2 separate regions of the Oryzias latipes genome follow, and region 2 is linked to region 1. The links are chromatin contacts, called in public Hi-C maps. All regions are on one chromosome and are shown on one strand. Each heading gives the region's core, a stretch centred on a gene start, on an enhancer-like site or on the middle of the called end of the contact. The rest is flanking DNA. Distances are from core to core; before and after follow the strand shown.

What was found. A called contact is a pair of places that touch in the nucleus more often than the background predicts.
Region 2: a contact with region 1 is called in a Hi-C map of embryo, with 2.9 times the contacts expected there. The contact joins the promoter of sstr2 here to the enhancer-like site in region 1. A contact is called at or near these places in 4 of 5 Hi-C or Micro-C datasets (embryo and fibroblasts).

What each region holds. Positions count from the first base shown.
Region 1 is chr8:10,784,708-10,791,880 of ASM223467v1, reverse strand. It overlaps LOC105354559 (a long non-coding RNA gene), which reads left to right and starts at 168. Exons shown (of 4, transcript XR_909154.3): 1 at 168-726. Within about 2 kb of position 3,425, at least 1 of the 8 cell types and tissues checked has an H3K27ac peak or open chromatin away from gene starts, as enhancers often do. A contact at or near this core is called in embryo, where this site is marked.
Region 2 is chr8:10,840,313-10,847,485 of ASM223467v1, reverse strand. It overlaps sstr2 (somatostatin receptor type 2), which reads right to left and starts at 3,269. Exons shown (of 4, transcript XM_020705297.1): 1 at 3,172-3,269; 2 at 2,523-2,636; 3 at 2,211-2,455; 4 at 1-1,089. The coding sequence starts at 1,060.

The DNA.
Region 1 (7,173 bases), core at 2,176-4,675:
TTTATGGGAATTAATAATAATGCCATTCCATATTTTTGATACAATTTGAAAATATATATTTTGTTTTTCCTTCATTCAACATCCACAATTTCGCTCTATTGCGTTTTGACTACAACTACCGTCATGCCTTGCGCGCTCGCTTCTGCTGAAGGCAGCATGTGTTTGACTGCCCCGTTCAAAGTATGGCTCAGTGAGGCTGCGGCTCTTCTCCGAGGAGGATCACAGCTGCGGAGGCGTCTGTGGAGCAGCAGCGGAGCTCAAACCGGCATCTCAAACTCCCTCCAGACCGGAAACGTTCACCTTGATGGATCTGCCTAATTAACTCCTCTGGGGATTATTATTGATGCTCATTCAAAGAGTTTCATTAGTTCAAGGTTTTCAGTGCAGACTGCGCGGAGAACAACATATATCTATTTCCCCCTTACTCTAATCAAGATGGCATCAGCTGATGGATTCAAACCTCTATTTAAGGATTGCCGTCTATATAATGAAGGGATTATCAGGTCTGGGAGTATGGATGTCCCACGGGATTCCTGGGATCCACGCGTGGTCAAGCGGTGTCCTGCAGACACAGGGATCATCTCTGTTTTATTAGGCTTCACTTCTGGTGTCTGTGTTCCTGTGGATTTTGGCTCGACAAACGGAAAACCAACATTATTCTGGAATATATTTTCTAAACTGCGCTCCAGTGGATGTCCAGGGATTTAATTCTTTCTAATCTAGCAGGTATGTTTTAAATCTAGTCTTTTTCAGGCTGTAATCATTTATTTGTTCCTAAGTGATGGTCTATTCCAGATTGTGTGTAAAAAAAAAAAAAAAAAAGAGAGATGTTTGTTTTGCCCTAAAGTTTTTAATCTTGACCAAATTGCACTTGACCTTCAATTCAGGCTCCTCACCTGCTCCAACACCTCACTTTTTAGAGTAATCACTGCTCATTCACAGAAGTCGGCTCTGTCTCCTTTTAAATGTACCCTTCATGAACTGCCACCATGCACCTGCAGTGCCAGGTGGCTACAACACATCTCACAGAGCAATGACCTGTCAGGGGTTCTGAAAGACCCCCCCCCCCCCCCCCAAAAAAAAAAGAAAAAAAAAAGAAGGCACAGTGTGGATACAGTCTCCAGAAAAAGCAGCGTGTTGTCCTGCCACCTCCCTTACACTGCCTCTATTCAGCTGGCAGTGAGTAGGTCTGAACTTCTGTGCCCCCTTGGATTCTGCATAGCTCGGTCCTGCAGGCAGATCACATAAAGATAGTTCTGCTTTTACAGGTGCATGACACGGTAACATTTGCAATCTATATATGGTTAGCGGCGGTGACGTCTCTCCCAGGTATGCTGCTTAGTGACATAAACGCATCTCTATTTTTTATTGCTGCCGAACGGAATTCCATCTGTGAGTTGGAGTATGGCTCAGATCATATACGAATCAGAGCAGAGGCTTAAACTCATCTACCCCCCCACCCCCTCTGAACCCTCTATTAAAAATCTTCTCCAAACAAGACCTCCTTTCTCCCCTGAAGAGGGACCCTCTGTCTAATGCCAAGTGACTCTCATGGCCAGCATTGATGGTGGGACACTTGCTTCACAAAAGGAGCTGAAGTGTCAAATAAACTCGGTCAGAGCACCCGACACACAAGAATTCCTTTATCTGGCACCCTGCGAGGCAGACAAAGACAGACTTTGTGTCAGCGAGCAGGCCTTGACTAAACACAGGGGCTTTTTTTTTTCTTCTCACAACTTTTGCCTCATCTTCCTCTTTTTCCTTTGTTGCCTAAATGTCCGAGAAATATCAGGCCTGCTGGTGGGGGTCAGCTCACCTTGCATCTGTCCAGCACGTGGCCTACATCACCATCCGGATGGACTATCCATCGGGATGAATGACAATGGTGAGGCAGGAGGGAGCTCCTTGACAGATTTGAGTGTGTGGCCCTGCTGTCATGTGATCCGCCTGTTCTGAACCGCAGCAGAAGCGTGCGCACACCGGGGTCAATGCTTGCAACTGCGGTTTCATTTCGGTTTTGGAAAACCTGTCTCCTCCATCATTGTACCTTAGATTCTGAACTTTTACATTTAATTTTGTCATCTGCACATGGCAGACATTGCTTTTTTTGTTTGTTTTTCTCATCACACACATTTGTAAAATGTATTGTCATACATTTTTTTTTAAATATTGGTGACTCCTGTGACCTGAAGCAGGCGTGCTCAGACAGCATTTGTCCCCGCCACAGTGCTTTGGATAAACAGATAAAGTTGCAGTGGTCAAGTGTGTTAATGATGTGTTTATGAGCTTAAGCTGAGTGGTGATTTATTTTATCTTAGTCAAAAGCGCAGACCGTGCCCCTGACTTTGATGGAGCTCGTGGGGTGAGAGCGCCGTGACCCCGTGGTGAACCAAACTTTTTCACGATTATTTCTGACCGCTGAAAAATGGTCCATTAACAATGCCAATTTTTTTTTTTTTGGGTTGAAAATGCCTCTTGCATTACCTCATCTCTGGTAAAGAGCTCAAGTTGCAAGAAATGCCCCTCCATCATTCCTGTTCGGCATCTAACGACCTCCTTTTAGAAATATCAGACCTAATGAAAAATAAATGTCTCCTGCACATGCTTGCATGTAGAACACCATTTACACTCAGCTTGAGACTGTTTAGAGTGGGCTCTAAAGTTTGCCTAAACAGGAGAACTGTCATTTATTAGTAGTGCAGGAACAATGGGGAGCTTGTCTCCAGGGTGGTGGGGGCCAGAGGGGGCCGATGGAGCCAGGGGAGGGTGGCCTGAGATTGGGCAGCAGCCTCTGACCAAGAACAAGCCCCTGTCTGATGAAGAGAACTGCTGACCCTTCCTGAGTAAAATGGCACCTTTGTTTCGAGGTGTATGTGTTTGTGCCTCCAGTGTGTTTTGCGTGTGAGAAAGCGGGAAGGAGAACAGTTCTCAAATGTTCTCCTTCAACTTGTGATTTCTCTCAACGTTGTGCTTTCTTCACACATCATCCAGATCATCCAAGTCAAATGCAATATGAGTTTAACCCTTTTTTAAAAAATTTTATTTGACATTTTAAGCAACGTAAATATCGTAAAGTGCATGCTTTTTTTTTTTAAAGTGATGCTGTGCCAGTGATGCACAAAACCTCAGTCTTCTCTGAAGCTGGGATGCCAGGCTCCTGCTTTAGACTAATTAGCCTTTTAGTGCAGCTTTCTGGCTTGTTGCCATGGTTGTAGCAGTGTGGTTCAATCTTCCTGCAGGTCTGCAAACAGTTGGCTCTTTTCTAAAGATACCCACAAGGGAGAGATGCTTTGTTAAACTGATTGGTGAGGACACCGAAAAAAAAAAGAAAAAAGAAAAAAGGTGGGGGTGGGGATTGGGGCAAATGCGTGTGAGTAATAGAAGCAGATTGCTGATTTCCTACTGAGAAACCACATCATAAGAGGGTGAGTGTGTATATTTGGATCGAGGGGGGGGGTCTTACCCTGCTTTGGGAGCCATAAGGAAACAGGAGGCACATGGCCTGGGTTTCAGGGAGTTTTGAAGGAAGTTGTGAACATGCGTGAACGTTTTTAGGCTAAGTCCTGTGGGTCGAACTCTCAAAACGAGTCCACTTCTGTAAAGCTTTCCCTTGAAGCATGCATTCAGAAACACTCGGCCCATTATTATTTTATTAAAAAACCTGAAAAAGTCTGTAGCTTGATTATTGTGTCCATCTATAAGCCATCACATGTGAAGACATTAAAAGAGTTCCTTGACATTCACCAGAAACCCAAAACTCCCAATATTTGTGCATTCAGAATTTTCTTCAGCTTCCTCATGCTTCCTCCGACAGCACAATCACTCTGCAAAACTGAATAGATGTGATGCAAAAAATATTCCAACAAAACAGATTAAAAAAAACCTTTTGTGCAGGAAAACTACTAGCTTTTTATAGAATTATATCAGAACACAAAGAGAATGCATCTCACTGATCATGTGTTGTTAAAGCGACTAGGAGGGCAAAGGCAAAGCCTAGATTTTGCTTTAAATTCCACCCATCTTTTAAAATTTCCTTTCAACCTGATCTTACTTTGTCTCTCCTTGCTCCTATTTGGAGGGAAAATTCCTCCCTTTTGTGCCGGGCTTCCAACTAACGTCACTTTCCTCCAATACTGTCAGGCATTGGGCCATTACTTTGACGAGTTTGGGTCATTATGGGAACCTCCCTGCATTTCAGCTACTTACACCTACATAAGTAAGCCATCCTCATTCACTTCACCCTGCAATTCATCCTCCCTTTTATTTTGCTCTTAGTGGGGAGGATAAAGAAGACATTTTCCGTGTGTAGAGGAGCATGAAATTTCCAATGCGACCTCCCTGGGACACGGCGGACCACCAAGCTTCTCATACCTCCGTTTATGTGCGTTAAATCTTTTCCTTACAACGGACAGCTGTTCTTTTCTAAAAGTACTTTTTCTAGTGCTTGTCTGTTTTTAATTTGTTTGTTTAGATGGGGTTTCACACATAAAAATGGTGATGGAGGTTGATTGTTTACAATCAGGGCTTGTTCCTGCTTTCTGAACGGTACAATAAAAGGATCATGTTACATTAAACCTTTAAAGTAGGGAACTGGGAGGGAGGTGCTGGTCCTAAACAAGCCTTTGTGTTCTGCTGTCAAGCTTTATTTTAGATGAGCACATACAACACACTACCACCATGTTTTCAAATGAAATTTAGCAAGGATTTGATCTATCTTCTATGTCTTTTATATAATTCTATAGAAATATTTAGGGGCAAAAGTAGAAGATCTCCTTTTTCTTTGGCTGCACAAAACTCTTTCTAACTCATTTCTTAAGCTCTGCTGCCCCTTAGTGGAAAACCAGATGTAGCAGCAGTGTGACACTTGATCTGCACTTCCCTTCTTGGCCTTTCGAGAAGGGGAGGCGCTGTTGAGAAGTTTAGAGGAGGTCAATATGTAGTCAACAGAGGAGATTCACTGTCGTTAAAGAATCCAAGAAAAAATGAATTTGTGATGGATTTTTTTTATTCTTTGAAAGAAAGTTGTACTTTTAATTCCAGAATGGTCGAGTTGAATGTTTTTGATTAAAATTAAAAGATACTTTATGATAAACTGTTTAAGAATTATTATAAAAAATGAAAAACACCAAACTCTTTAAAATAAATTACCCTATTAATTTATTATTTTACCCTATTAATTTATTATTAGGCTGCACAGTGGCGCAGTGGTTAGCGCTCTTGCCTCACAGCAAGAAGGACCCCAGTTCAAGTCCCAGCTGGGGGACCTGAAAATCCCAACATCAATAGGGGACCTTGCTGTGTGGAGTTTGCATGTTCTCCCCGTGCATGCGTGGGTTCTCTCCGGGATCTCCAGCCTCTTCCCACCATCCAAAAACATGCTTCATAGGTTAATTGGCAACTCTAAATTGTCCATAGGTGTGAGTGTGAGAGTGAATGGGGACATTCTACCCTAGGACAGACTGGCGACCTGTCCAGGGCATCCCCTGCCTTTGCCCACAAGTGGCCGGGATAGGCTCCGGCGGCCCCGTGACCCCCGAAAGGGACTAAACGGAATAGGAAATGAATGAATTTATTATTTGTTTCTAAATTAAAATAAACCCCATATAGTGCATCATTTTGTCATGGAGGAACATAATATTACTATGACCCCAATAACAGGAAATACAAACATAAACTCTAGCATTAGTACTTAATGACCACTAAATGGATAAATTCTAATATTGTAGATGTATTTTCATCACATTATATTATAGCAAAGTGGCTGATAGTGTAAAGGTGTGTAAGTTTAGTCCTTCCTTTCAGCAAAAACAACAACAACAATAACATAAGTTTTAACATAGGTTTTAAGTAAGGCAGATAACAAAGTTTTAAAGATTATCCTATCTCTTAAAGCTGTGATTTACTTTTGCCTTCATTTAAAAATCAAGAATTCTTGAAACTGAAAAATCTAACTGATTTGGCTGGTCAGTTCATGTCACACAGTTTGTGTTTTCAAACTTGAGCTTGGGGCGGTCATGGTGCAGCGGTAGGGCGGTCGACCCAAGATCGTAATATTGCAGGTTCAAGTCCCGCCTTGCATGCCCATGAGTCGATGCGTCCTTGGGAAAGAAACTGAACCCCACCTTGCCTCTGGCAGCGGAGCCGCCACCAGTGTGTGAATGTGTGTGTGACTGGGCAAATGGGTCTGTGACTGTAAAGTGCTTTGGCCCTTGTAGGTAGAAAAGCACTATAGAAGTATACGCCATTTACCATTTACGCCATTTATTCAACTCAACACTAGAGACCGCAGTGGAATTCCTTTGAAGGAGCTTACTTGACTTCTTCAATATCGCCACCCAGTGCAAGGAAAAAAAATAAACAAAATCATTTCCCCTGTGTTAGGCGTTCACTTGCTTAATAGATTCCTAAATAATCCCTGAAAAAACTGTAGCGTCTGCAAAATAAACACTTTCATGTCTTGAAGAACTAATGTAGACAAAACTGACTGAGTCTGCAGCATAAAAAACAGACCGTATGTGTGTATGTATTTTTTTATATATATATATATATATATATATATATATATATATATATATATATATATATATATATATATATATATATATATATATATATATATATATATATATATATATATATATATATAAGGGATCTGTTGTAGCCACTCCTACAGCTTGCGCATTACTGCTCAGAGTGCTCCAATTACCACAGGCACCACTGTCGCCTTCACTTTCCAGGCTTTCTCCAGTTCTTCTCTGAGTTCCTGGTATTTCTCCAGTTCCTCATGTTCCTTCTTCCTGATGTTCCCATCGCTTGGCACTGCCACATCCACCACAACGGCTTTCTTCTGTTCTTTAATGGACTATATAAATGGACTATATATTTATATGTATATCATTGTCTCAATTTGTAGTTCTTTGAAGGAGCGTCTTTTACTGAAGCCAAAGTTATTGGCTGTTCAAGCAATAACAAAACCAGGAAAGATCACTTGAATTTAGGTCCTGTAGTTGTCACACACACCCCTAGGGGAAGACAGTGAGCAGCTGCCACAGTCAGGCTCTGCAACATGTTTGTAGTTAAACCCCCAAACCAACCCATCATGTCAAACAGGGAGGCTTTAGGTCCAATTTGTCTTTGGAATGACCTAACCGTGGTTTCAATCTCACAATCTCC
Region 2 (7,173 bases), core at 2,020-4,519, 56 kb before region 1:
GGTCATTCATCAGGCGAGGTTTGTCCTGCTTGCTGTCGCTGCGCTCCACCTCGTCCAGCCCTCCAACCTTTTTAAGACACAGCACATTCTGGAAACTCTTTTTAAAGTTCTCCGACAGGAAGGCGTAAAGGATGGGGTTTGCGCAGCTGTTGGCGTATCCGAGAACCACGACAAAGGCGAAGGTGCTTCTGAGGAAGGGAGTGGTGCTGATGGTGCCCGTCACCGAGGTCACATTGAAGACGTAGAACGGCAGCCAGCAGAAGACAAACACCGCCACCACGATGGACACCATCCTGGTTACCTTCCTCTCGGAGCGCTTCCTCATGGAGGAGCCCACGCGGATGCCTGAAGACTTCACCTTGATGATGATAAACAGGTAGCAAAGGCAGATGACCATGAGGGGCAGGAAGAAGCCCAGGATGAAGGTGTAGAACATAAACGCAGTGTAGTAAGCCTCTTGAGGCTCAGGCCACACAATGGTGCAAAAGCAGCTGTCGTGCTTCATAATTATGCCACTGTAGATAACAATTGGCAGATTAACCAGCAGCGACACTCCCCACACTGCCACATTGATAGTCTTAGCCACACGAGGCTTCCGCCACTTTGTGGACCTAATGGGATGCACCACAGCTAGGTAGCGGTCGATACTCATTACCATCAGGCAGAAAATAGAAGTAAATTGGTTCAGGGAATCAACAGTCATCACAATCCTGCAGAGAACGGGCCCGAACGGCCAGTGGACCAGTGCCAGCTGGAGGGCGATGAAGGGCAAGCCCAGCATGAAGAGCACATCTGCCACTGCCAGATTGAGAATGTAGATGTTGGTGACCGTCTTCATCTTGGCGTAGCGCAGGATCACGTAGATGACGAGGGCGTTGCCACAGAGACCCACAGCGCAAACCAGGAAGTACAAGCAGGTGATGACCACCGTGCTGGTTCTGGAGAAGCTGTCGTCCGTGTGGTTCCGACTCTGCGAAGAATCGTTGCCCTGCACGAGGCTGTCGTACATGACATGCTCTGAGCAGTTTGGAGAACATGACGGAAAAGCCCAGGACTCCATGACGCTTGACTCAGATTAAGGCATCCCACCTGCACACAAAGAAGATATGTCAAAATGCAGTTCCACCAGATATTTATGTTTCCCATGGGGCCGAAAATTGAGATTTACAGTCTTCATTTTGATCAGATATTGCACTTAATCCCCTCGTCTTCCTGAGTCAACTTGTTGACAAATGCTGAGTTGACCTTGCTGACCTGAATGTTATGAGATTGTGCAACAAAGCATGCGTGAGTGACATGTAATGCAATATTGAGCAATCCGCTTCTTCAGATGTCACAGAATGTTTACTTTTTTAAGTCATGCATCAGGACAGCAGGTCCTGGAGGGAATTCATTGATTTTCCACCTTGATCATCTTTCTTCAAAGCAGGTCTGACTGATAGCAAATCTAAGGGGAGAAGAAAATTAAAGCAGACCTCATGGTGCGCCTGTCTGCTTTAGCCAAGAGCTAACAAGGGGAACGGCTCCAAATGGAAAAAAGCACCCAAATATCAGCCGTGGTAGATATTGTGTAATTCGTTCACTTCATTAGTGACTGGGCATTGACATAAATCAATTTCAGCACTGCCAAAAGCCTTGCTCCAGTCAGGCTGAAGCGATTCTGTGTCAATAACCATTATAGGAATACAACAGGGATCTAATGGGAGAGCAGAAAAAAAAACCCAAAACACTAAATTCTTTTACTCTATTCTGTTGACATAAGCATTAAGTGTGGTCACGCATCAATGAAAAAAAACAAAAAGAAGTGTGATGACCATGAGGAGGAAAATGCTACTTTTTATTCTCATTATGTCTCTCAGAGCCCGCGTGTTTTCATTTTCATGACATTTTTCACTCAACTGAAGTTGGAGCATTTTTTTCCCCCTCCACTTTTCAAGACCTAATTTCTGCACCTGCATCCTCGAAATATTTAAATAAATTACTCCCGGTAATTTTGCAATCTGCTTGACACGAAGGAGGTCTTGTCAATCATTACTGTTGTTGGGGAATTGAGCATACAGGCGCTTTGCGCGCAACCGAACATGCACTTGTGGAAATATTTCTGAATTTGATCCAAAGAGAGTCTTACAGATGAAAAAAAAGAAAATAAATAAACGCAATAATGACATATATATTGGCGCAATAAAGAGATTAATGAAATGTCCTCTTACCTGTAACTGGTTTTATGCGTCGCCTCAGTCTTAATAGATCAAAAATATTTCTGCGTTCTTGCCAGACTGAGCTTCATCTTCCCGCATTCCCCCAAGTTTGCTTTATCCGTTTCGAGTTGGAAAGCATCTCATCCCAGTAGTGTGGAGTTTTCTTCTGGACAACGTGTTGCGCCAAAAGGCAGAGAAGGACCGCAAAGCTCCGATGCGCTCCTGTCGTGGTGCGCGCAGGCAGGGACTGCCTCCTGCTAGAGAGCGCGGATATGTTTAAAGGACGCACACGAACAGAGCCGAGGAGGTGCTGATGAGGCTCACCTCTGAACGAGGACAGGCGCTGTCTCGTTTGATGATGGCCACGCGTCGGTGTGGCAGAGACTGACCATTCGAAGGCACCTCCGTCTTCTAACGCGCGATGAACACCAACTCTTACTGGAATGAGGGGAACATTGGAGATGAAAGGCAGATGTCCAACAGACGGATGTCCAACAGTGACCAAAAATGTGAAACATCAAACTCCAAACAACAGACTCTTCAAACTTAGGCAGTTAAAAACAACTTATTGCAAATAATGACTAAACATCTATCCTCAGAGTTCTCCATTGGATCACATGCAGGATGACATGTTAACTTATGACCTTTGGATCACATGCAGGATGACATGTTAACTTATGACCTTTGGAGGGAAAAATATCAGGATTTGAGGAGAAATGTCTAAAATGCAAAGAAGGAGAAGCACAACATTCTATGTCCCCACTATTTTAAAGTAAAATAGTCTTCAAACTCTAATTAGACTGACTTTATTTAAGTTTAACGCTAAGTGCAGTCTATGCTTTCTAAAATGTTTTGGAGTTAATGGCTGTCAACATGCCACACAGGTTTTTTGAAACCCAAAATGTTTTTGAAAGTCTTCTGAGGTTATTTGAGTCATCTGAAGAGTGAAAAAAATATGTCCCATTAGCTTTACCCCTTTTGGCAGAATCTGAGCAGAAACTCAAGCATGCAGATTCAGATCTCATCTGGCTGCTGCTGCCTCCTGTCACTTCAATGCACTCCAGTGACCCAACAGAGTTAGAATCCGTGTGTACCCGGCCCATCAAACGCCTTCCGTGTGTTTTACACTGATGCAATGTTTTTAGATCAGGAGGCGTTTCAACTGCTTTTCTTTTTTCCCTATTCTTTCTTTCTGGTACGAGTTGTTCCTTATTTCATCTGACTAACTCCAACCTTGCGTTAATTGGTTCCATGATTATCAGGAGAAAATGTTACTTTAGAAGGCGCCAAACTGAAAATCCAAGCTTTGTCAATTGAAACAAAAGAGGGAGTGACTTTTCCTTTCAAAGGAATGCGAAGAAGATCAATGAAAGTGCTTAGAAAGCATCATTAACCACTAGTTGGTTCAGTTCAACAGAGAGATCAGAGGTAGAATTCTCCTGGGTGGGATTTTGTTTTTACCTCTAACTGTTCTATTAACATGCCTCCGTCTCAAAACATTAGTGGTACATTAACTGTGAAGTGGCTTTAGAAAGATGTGTGAAACCAACTGATTTTGTTTAATTAAGCTTACAGGATCTGCATAATAGTCATTCTGAGCAGCCTTACTTTAGCAGATGATGGGGTGTTTAACATAAATCGACTTAATTAATGAATCGGTTTCTATTCCTACAATCCAAATAGATCGATCTGACTGAGGCAAATTGTTTGTCAAATCGACCTTTAGCATTATAAAATGAGATAAATCAATTATTAAGATAGTGGAAAAAAACATTTGGATTGAAGTACGGTAGTTTTTTTTTTACTATAACATGAAAATGTGTGGTAAAATGTTCTGATTATGTTCCCTTTGGATTATTTTGATGTGGAAAAACAGTAGGCTGAACTTTATGAAACTAAGGTGTGAATGGATTTGACATCAAATCTTGTTTACTTGTTTGTACCCGTAATTTACACTTGATTATCTTGCAAAAAAAACAAATTTCACCTGCATCTGTAGTATCCAGGTATTTATTTCTTAGTCATACTGATTGAAATTTTGGTCAAAGATGTTCTGGATTAATTTTAGGTCAGAGAATCGAATCGGATCATTCAAAACGAATCAAAATAGACAAATAATTGATTTGAATCGATTCGTTAAAATGAATCCTCACACCCCTTGTGGATGATGAAGCCTAGATTTAATTTTTCTCAGCAACTATTTGAGCCAATATATAAATAAGTTTATGCACAGTATGTTCCAAAAGGCTCAACCAGTCCAATGTGTTAACATAGACATAATGTTTGCTTTGGTTCACTGGCTGAGTGCCATATCCAGAATAAAACACTAAATGATTTCAACTAACATGCAAAGCTTTGAATGAATGACTTCACTGTTTCTGGATTATTCCTAGCACATATCTTCCCTTCATCTTAGTTCTTGGAGGCAGAAAAACCCTCCCCAATTTTTAGGATTAGACTTGTAAAGGTTTTTTTTTTTTATTAATATCAAACAGACAACAAATGGTAGATTGGACACTTTACTGTAAATCTTATTCCTTGAACCTTTTTCTTTTCTGCAGCAGAACCCTTCTCTGAGGTTTTTGACCATTAAAATAGTCCTTTGGGCAACATTCGGTGTCACCCGCTTCCTCATTCATGTTCAGCACAGGCTGTGAAAATGAGGATTTTATGCAACATTTTGGTCATTTAGCTAGCACGGAACCACATGCATACACAATTAGGGGAGTTGAATCGGATCATAACGTGTAATAAATGTTACCATAAGGAATTGGAACGAGGCGCTGACACAGATTTCCCACTGCAAAGACAGGACTGGACCTTTTTCATTGTGAAACTCGCGTGTTTCGCTTGTGTTTTCTCCAGCTTGTGTAAAGTCCACAGTCCACTGACCCCACACATCTCATGTGAGATGCATTTCAGACTGTGGCGGCTGTTGGCTCCTTTTGATGTCAGATATCCTCAGGTCTTCTGTCTTTTGCAACACAGTTTCATTTTCACAACCTCTGAGGCAGGGATTTCTGTCAGCTTTGGTTCTACACATGCCAGCATTTGCCAGCTTAACAGACCCAGCTTGGCTTGTGTGTCATTGTGACTGAGCGCTGCTGTAATGTGGCACTCAGGTTGCACAAAGGTGCTGGGGGTAAAGGTGGGATTGTGTCACAGCTGTGACCACAGATTTGCCGGACTGACCTCAAAGCCCCGCTGGAAAGCGGGTGAATGAGATGTGACTCATAGCAGAGAGTTAACATGACTCAATATTTCTCAGGGGCAGCCTATCTAGAGTTGATCATGCCAAGTCCACAGTGTGTGTTAAGTTCTTTGAGAAATAGGTACGTGCAGAATTTGATTTTTCTTGGAAAACCATTTTCTAATCCAAGCTGCGTGCAATTTACAACCAGCCCTCGTCTGCAGCTGAGGGAAAATGAGATGCATTGCGTTGATGCTCCTCAGGTTTTTCTGGACTTTGTGCACTAAACATGATTAATTCCACATTATTTTTCGGCCAAACACGATTAAACCTCGTAAAACCAACACAGCAAAGCAAAAGAGAAGACATCTAAGCCGTCAGAAACAAACATTATAGGTTAGTGATGGTTTTACTCTGAGAGGAGGGTATAAATCACACTGGGGGGACGAAGCAGGACCCTTTTAGCTGCAACAATCAATGACCAATTAACTTAACACTACTTTTAGTAAGCTGATCATTTTCTAACACCAAAATGACTAAAGGATTGAAAAAAAGTAGATACTGTTTTTTTTTTTTTTTGCATTTTAAGAGGAAAAAAAGTGTGACATGCTGAAGTCATTGATTGATGTGTGGATTAAAACCCTTAACCTGACCATTGACTGTGGTCTTTTGTGGCTTTATAATTACTGATAAATGATCAAGCAGGTTGAGCCTCAAAATGGATTAAACATCCTGCCAAGGAGAAGAGATGATTGTTAGTTTAAGGCAAACCTTAATTCTTCCTTAATTTCAAAATTCTTTTAGAACAGTACGTGTTTTAGTCTGCTAAAAGACACAAATAGCACTAACCAAAATGAATAAAGCTTACAATATTTAGTAAATTTATTCAAAAACTATAACTTTATTAGAAAGTTTTGATCGCAAGTCAGCACTTTAGGAAGCAACAGAAAGAAACAAGACACTTCTGTTACATTCGGGCTCTTATCAGTAAAAACATTTACAAGCCTTAGTTGATTTTTGTTTTCTCCTTAATCTGAATTCTTAACATGCTGCTGTTTGTTTACATAAAAGCCGTCTGGCTGCTGCGATAAAGCGTGCTAAAATCGACGCTAACTCCTAAAGGATGCTGCTTTTGCGACTCGGTGATATTCTGGAGGAAATTAATGTGGTCCCATTTGCTGTTTGTAAAAAAGACTGCACAAAAAATGAAATACATGTGTGGCAATAATAATGATGTTTTATAGGATAGGAAAAAAGCCTTGTAATACTTGTCAGCTCGTATCGGACTTCTGCAAGTCTGGAAAAAAAAATGTCTTTGCTCTCCTTGTTTTAAGACTTAAGTAAGCAGTTTTAAGACGTTGAGTAGCAAAACAACCATGTAGTTAACTACAGTTATTTTAGTACATCCAGGAATGTACTAAAAGATTTGTAAGTATATGGAGTCTAAATATATGTATCTAATTTAAGAAAAAATGTACAAATATTGGACTGTTTTTAGATATATTTTCATTCTGCTTTTAATCACAAATTTGGTTATTGTTCTAATCTACATAACTTCTTTTCTGCTTCCTAACAAGTGTGTTTTGGTCTTTAAGGACAACAGGGACACCTCCTAAAGAACTACTAGAAGAAATTAGTGCATTTTAAATATTGATAATTGATATTCAGAGAATTGTTTCTTTAAATAAGCTGGAAGGCCCTGGAAACCTTTTTTTTATCAAAAAAAAATTAATTTGCTGTTTTGCAAAAAAATCTCAATATTTGGGGGAAATCCTGGATAAAATC